Regions from separate parts of the Zea mays genome. Here region 2 is linked to region 1. Evidence: chromatin contacts called from public Hi-C data. All regions are on one chromosome and are shown on one strand. Each heading gives the region's core, a stretch centred on a gene start, on an enhancer-like site or on the middle of the called end of the contact. The rest is flanking DNA. Distances are from core to core; before and after follow the strand shown. Region 1 has its middle 6.6 kb from the start of MIR529. Region 2 holds the start of LOC100383384 (MACPF domain-containing protein).

Region 1 (3,169 bases), core at 381-2,880:
ATGAATCCAAGTTTGGTGAAGCACTCTTGTGTGGACAACATGTACCAACAAGTGGAGGTGAGGGTAAGGCTAAAGAGGCATGGGATGACATTTATGGTGATGATGATATTGTGGTGGGTCTCTAGCTTCTCCTCTTTGAAGGGGACCAGGTAGTCCTGCTCCTGTTGTATCTACTATCGCATCCATCTCTGAGCTCTCTTCATACCTAGACAGTGATATTGTCACCTAACTTGGAGTAGACTTCATTCTTAATTGGTGGCAGAGGCATAAGCTCACTTATGATGTCCTTTCTCTCCTTGCTAAAGATGTTTTGATTGTTCCTTATTTCACCATATCTTCATAATATACCTTTAGTCTTATTGCCAGGTTGCTCGAGGAGCAACAACAACGCTTACAACAGATATGGTTGATGTCTTATGCTACATCAAGGATTGGGAGCTTATAGACAAGCATATGCAAAACACTAGAGACCGGGAAGCTTCAATCAACCTTTGAGAACATGTACCTTGGTGTTGAAGTGAGTAGCAAGAACAAGGACAAGGAGAAAGAAGGGGCAACATGAGCTGGAAGAGCTTGAAAAGGGGGTTGTTTACTCATATGTTTACTAAACTATTGATGTAATGAACTTCATGAGTCTATTGACACTTGAACATTTGGGAGTTGGATGTACTCTTATTCTTGCTAGGATCTTCTCATGAGGTGTGGGATTTTATCTAGTAAGGTTTTTAATGAGGCAGCATTGCACTAAAAACTCCAATAATTATTGAGTTGAATAAGTTTTCACTACTTGATCTTGCTTTTCGACTCTTGTGATCTTCATATGAAATGTTTGAGATTTTTGTCTACTTATATATACAGTGACAATGTGTCTATCGAGCCCATAGGCGACATGGCCTGGTTAAGCCCACCGGGCTTGTTGAGGGTCTACTTGTGCGAAGGCCCTCAAAATAATAAAATCATAGCCATCTTTGGGTTTGTTTCAGGAGTAATAAATTAATCTTCGTCATGAAAGCATCCGTAGTGTATAAGAAGAAGGTGGCAGCTTCGGCATTACAACTTGGACGAAGCGTGATGAAGCGCCCGAAATCCGAAGCACATAACCCAGAGGACAAAGGGAAGCCCAAGCGACGTGCGCAACACGCTTCCATGAGGAAAAGACAACTACACCCTCATCAGTCTTTATAGATCATATGTATATGATTTGGGAATATAAATGTAATTTTATACGAAGGTGTACGTCATGTCGTCTCTATAAATAGTAGTACAATGTCCATGTATAGGGGCCCCGAGCAATTGACTGAAATATTGTTGAATTGCTCTGCATCCGAAGCTCTTGAATCCAAGACATTCTTGTATCACCTTTAAGTATCCGAAGGTATCTTTGTAAACTCATGTGAATGGTAAAAAATATAAGAAATATGAATCACTATTCATGTATTGTTGCATTTCTATGGATCCTCGTAAAATATTTGTATCTATCTTAACCTTCTCCTTGTAATTTACTTACGTTATCACTTGGTATATCAGAAGGAGAAGGAATCATATTACCTTAATCGTGTTGTCTTGTTCTAGTTCTCTTATGGGCTACAATCACGACACGGCCCATATAACTCATATTTATGGTCCTTAATTTGATCAGGCCGGACTGGACTGACACGCAATTCGTATCAGGCATAGTCGTGCTCAGGTAATGTTAGCCCGGTCCGTCCATTTAAACATATATAGTTAAAGAGGTATCGTAGCCATCGCTTCGTTTGTTTGTGTAGTATATGAATGTCTAGAATTTGAGACAAATGTTCATCTCAGGGACTACTATTCCGTCCTCGATCGTTTGCTGATGGGCTCGTTCAATCTCTCTTCGTCCAAGAATTAAACATATATAGGTATGTGCCCGTGCGTTGCGACGGCGTATAAATTATTCGATAAATATTAATGCACAATAATTACATGAGAACGAACAACATATATATCATCAACCCCATATCTCACAAATTGACACTAATGACATGAAATTTGTGCGCAATTCAAATAGTGTCGGCGACCATAATTAGGGGTACCCCCAAGACTCCTAAACTCGGCTGGTAATCACCATCAGCACAAGCTGCAAAAGCCTGATGGGCGCAATTCAGGTCAAGGCTCCGTCCACTCAAGGGACACGATCTCGCCTCGCCCTGAGCCCAGCCTCGGGCAGGAACAGTAGACCCAGGTGGATTCACGCCTCGCCCGAGGGCCTCCCCAAGCAACAGGTGCACCTTCGACTCGCCCGAGGCCCAGCTCGGGCAGGTTTCGCAGTGAAGCAACCTTGGCCAGATCGCCTCGCCAACCGACCGTATCGCAGGAGCATTCAATGCAAGGATCGCCTGACACCTTATCCGGACGCGCGTTCCTCAGTCGGCAGGGCCGAAGTGACCGCAGTCACTTCGCCCCTCCACTAACTGACCTGATAGGAAAACAGTGTCGCCTGCCCTGCTCCGACTGCTGTGCCACCCGCCAGGCTGAGGCTGACAGCAGCCGAGTCCAGCCTCAGGTGCCATAGGAAGCTCCGCCTCGCCCGACCCCGGGGCTCGGCCCCCGCCTCGACCTCGACCTCGGAAGACGGTCTCCGCCTCGCCTGACCCTAGGGCTCGGCCCCCGCCTCGACCTCGGAAGACGATCTCCGCCTCGCCCGACCCCAGGGCTCGGCCTCAACCTCGACCTCGGAAGACGGTCTCCGCCTCGCCCGACCCTAGGGCTCGGCCTCAACCTCGACCTCAGAGGAGTCACCGCCTCGCCCGACCTTGGGCTCGGACCAACCACGCCACAGGGGGGTACATCATTACCCTACCCCTAGCTAGCTCAGGCTACGGGGAACAAGACCGGCGTCCCATCTGGCTCGCCCGGGTAAACAAGTAATGATGGCACCCCGCGTGCTCCCATGACGACGGCGGTTCTCAGCCCCCTACGGAAGCAAGGAGACGTCAGCAAGGTCCCGACAGCCCCGACAGCTGTGCTTCTACAGGGCTCAAGCGCTCCTCCGACGGCCATGACATCACATGCACAGGGCACTAGCACCTCTCCGACAGCCACGTCGGCATGTACATAGGGCTCTGGCTCCTCTCTGCCGGACACGTTAGCATATTGCTACACCCCCCATTGTACACCTGGACCCTCTCCTTACATCTATAAAAGG
Region 2 (3,169 bases), core at 403-2,902, 73 kb after region 1:
ACTATAAAGGGAGGTATGAATGAGTAGCTTGACCTATAACGAGTTTAGACTTATAAAGGGAGGTATGAACTTGGCTTATGGTGGGGCCCACCTCCAATAGTGATTGTGGTGGATGTCTGATGTGTGCTCAGGTGAGTGCACATGGTTTTGCTAGAGCAACTCTTCACACTGAGATGTTATTTTAAAGTCTGCAACATGACACTTCATTTCAACAGCTTGACTTGTATGACAATGTTGCTTTATGACAATGGATGTAAGTGGGGGCTTACTAGAGCGTACAATCATCAAGAAGGCTAGATGCGAGCTTGTGGTTTCTTCACGCAAGTTTCTCACTATGGATGGTGTCGGTTCCTTCCGTCTGGACATGAATTGTTGTGGTTAGGCATCATCAACTTGTTTGGGATGAAATTTACTGTGGTGTACAATGAGCTCAGGCTAGTGCTGGAGGTCGCTAGAAGAATGACGAGATAGCATATGTAAGTTATGGCTTATGTAATTTTGTTGTTGTGTAACCTCACATACTTATTGAGTGCACCCCACATAAACTAGTATAAATCTTTACGTTTTGTTACCTCTTTCGTGTTAGAAGCATCACTAGTGCTAGAAACACTTACGATATGTGTCAATTTTCTTTGTTTTCGTTTACATTTAAAAGAATCATCACACATGCCTTGGTTGTAACGATTCAAAATAGATACGCTTATATCGACTTCTAAAGTTGGTATAATTGTAGCTACTTGGAGGTAGAGGTACAACTCTGTATTGCCACTTTATGAGTGGCAACCATACAAAACGGTTTAGGACATCTAAACTTTTTAAAACCCACATAACCAAATCATCCACGCACCCATAGGCTACTATAAATTCATCAAATAAATTGCATCCACACATAACATACAGATCGCTAGGTAATATCCTCTCTTTCTCAAATACGATGATCAATATTAATTGGATCATCTTTCCTTCCTCATCTCTCACACATATAGGGAGTGTTTGAATGCACTAAAACTAATAGTTAGTGGCTAAAATTAGTTGAGGCATCCAAATACCCTAGCTAATAGTTCAGCTATTAGCTATTTTTGTTAAATTAGGTAATAGTTAGGTAGCTATTTATTAGCTAGCTAATTCTACTATCAATTTTTAGCTAACTAACTATTAGTTTTAGTGTATTCAAACACCCCATAGTAACATCTGCCTCCCCGCTACCTTGTCGTTTCGTCCCCTCACTCACGATACCGCCGCTGGCCCCTTTCCTTTCTTAAGACTGGCACGGGCGTGTCAACTAGTGTGCCAACTAGTAGGCTAAAAAACACTAGTTTTGACTACTGATGAAATTGTTCGATGGAAAATTTGAAGCCTGAAAGTTTTTTTATTATAGCCTGAAGATGGTGTGGGGTTTATTGCACAGCCTGTAACAGGCCACCATCCCTCTAGACCGCAGCCGTCAGCAGAAGGACCGGGACCGCGCCGTTGCGGCGGCGAAAACCGCGCAAACCACGCGCCCGCTGCCGATCCTCCGATCCGATCCATCCGCCCGGCTCGTTGGTTTTCATTTCGTGTCGTGTCGGACCCGGCGACCCCAAAGCCAGTGGCACTGGCAATAGGCAATAGCGGCATTCTTCTCTTGGTTTCCTTCCCGCTTTCCCCTACCACTGCGGGCCCCACGTGCCGCATTCCCACCGATCCCCGTCCTCCTCCTTCGTCCGACCTTTTCATAGTCAAACCTTCCCTCTTCATCTTCTTCTTCTGTCCTATATTCCGTTGAAGTCGAAGAGAGGCATGCGCTCGGGAGGTGGTTGGCTGCTTCATCATAGTCCGTAGCCGCCTGCGAGGCCCTTCATATCTTAGAAGAGGAGGAGGAGGAGAAGAAGAGCAGGGAGAGGAGCCAGGCGCGCCTCTGCAGCGATGGAAGTGGCGGACGAGGTGGTGCGGGTGCTCGGCGCCGGGTTCGACCTCACGTCCGACTTCCGCCTGCGGTTCGCCAAGGCCAGCGAGGGGCGGCGCCTGGTGGAGCTCGGCGAGGACACAAGGGACGTGCCGCTCCCCGGCGGCGGCGGGGCCACGCTCCGCGGGGTGCCGCGCGACGTCGGCGTCGACAAGGGCGACCGCATCCGCTTCCGCTCCGACGTCCTCGAGTTCAATCAGGTGCGCACCACGCCCCGCGCGCGTTCTCCTCGCCGTGCTCCCTGCCCGCTTCCACTCCACTTCCAGCGCGCCGCGTCATCGGACGGAGCTGCTGCTGGGCTGGCTGCCCCTGTTTTGCCCCGCGGGTTGCGGTTGTGATGCCGTGATTGGACAGGGGGGGGGGGGGGGGGGCGATCGGATGGGATTGGATTTCGTCACGCCTTTGTGTGGTCTTGTTCGTTTTTGTTGCGTCCGCAGCATCGCGAGAGCTGAACCAACAACAGCTCATTCATGCATGGTTGAAGCGCTTGGACTGGAGACGGCGTGTGCGATTCACCTTCTCGTATCGTAGCTCGGCTTTGCCAGATTTTGGACGGAACCGCGTTTCCTGTCTCGCTGATTGCTTCAAAATACCCATTTGGTTCGGGCGTCAAAATTTATCTTTGCCTTTCAACTGTTTCATCTTTTTCTTCTTCTCTTATTCAAAAAAAAAATAACATTTTTGTGCTTGATGACGCGTTATGACAGTCATGTTTCTCGTTCGCATGATATGTCAGTCAACTAATCCAAGTCCTGTACTTAAAGCTCAATCCGCATCATCAACAACAGTTGTCGAAGCGACACCGTTTTCTTTTCTTTTGCGTGGGGGCACAGATTCGATGATAGTATACTGGAGTACGTGGCAGTAGCTGTAGCTAGTATGCCTGCCCCACCAGCTAGTCCACCACCAACCGCGTAACTTTCCTGGGCTGTTGAGCATCGGGATCGAGCTGCTACTGCCCTCCATTCAAACGCCGGGGAATGTCTGGCGTCCTCGAATGATCCTGCTGATCCGTTTTTGCTGCGTGCCTGATGCCTACGGCCTACCGGAGTTTGGCGGCCACCTGTATCTGTATCTGTATTTGTATCGGCTGGGGATATTGCCTGTCTTCATCATGGCTCCTCGATCTGGCAGGCACCAATTAATTTCCGTGCAAATCCTTCAACGATTCGGTTCGGTGTGCCGTGTGCGTTACATCATTCTGATGTGCGATTAGGACTCTTG

Evidence for each region. Hi-C and Micro-C count contacts between places; a contact is called where the count stands out from the background.
Region 2: a Hi-C map of leaf shows a contact between it and region 1, with 4 times the contacts expected there. The contact joins the promoter of LOC100383384 here to the enhancer-like site in region 1. A contact is called at or near these places in 9 of 25 Hi-C or Micro-C datasets (bundle sheath, ear, leaf and 1 more).

Annotation. Positions count from the first base shown.
Region 1 is chr5:163,763,996-163,767,164 of Zm-B73-REFERENCE-NAM-5.0, forward strand. No RefSeq gene overlaps it. Among protein-coding and RNA genes, the nearest start is that of MIR529, 6.6 kb to the left of the region's middle. Within about 2 kb of position 1,631, at least 4 of the 20 cell types and tissues checked have an H3K27ac peak or open chromatin away from gene starts, as enhancers often do. A contact at or near this core is called in leaf, where this site is marked.
Region 2 is chr5:163,837,174-163,840,342 of Zm-B73-REFERENCE-NAM-5.0, forward strand. LOC100383384 (MACPF domain-containing protein) reads left to right here and starts at 1,653. Exons shown (of 7, transcript NM_001176039.1): 1 at 1,653-2,145. The coding sequence starts at 1,906.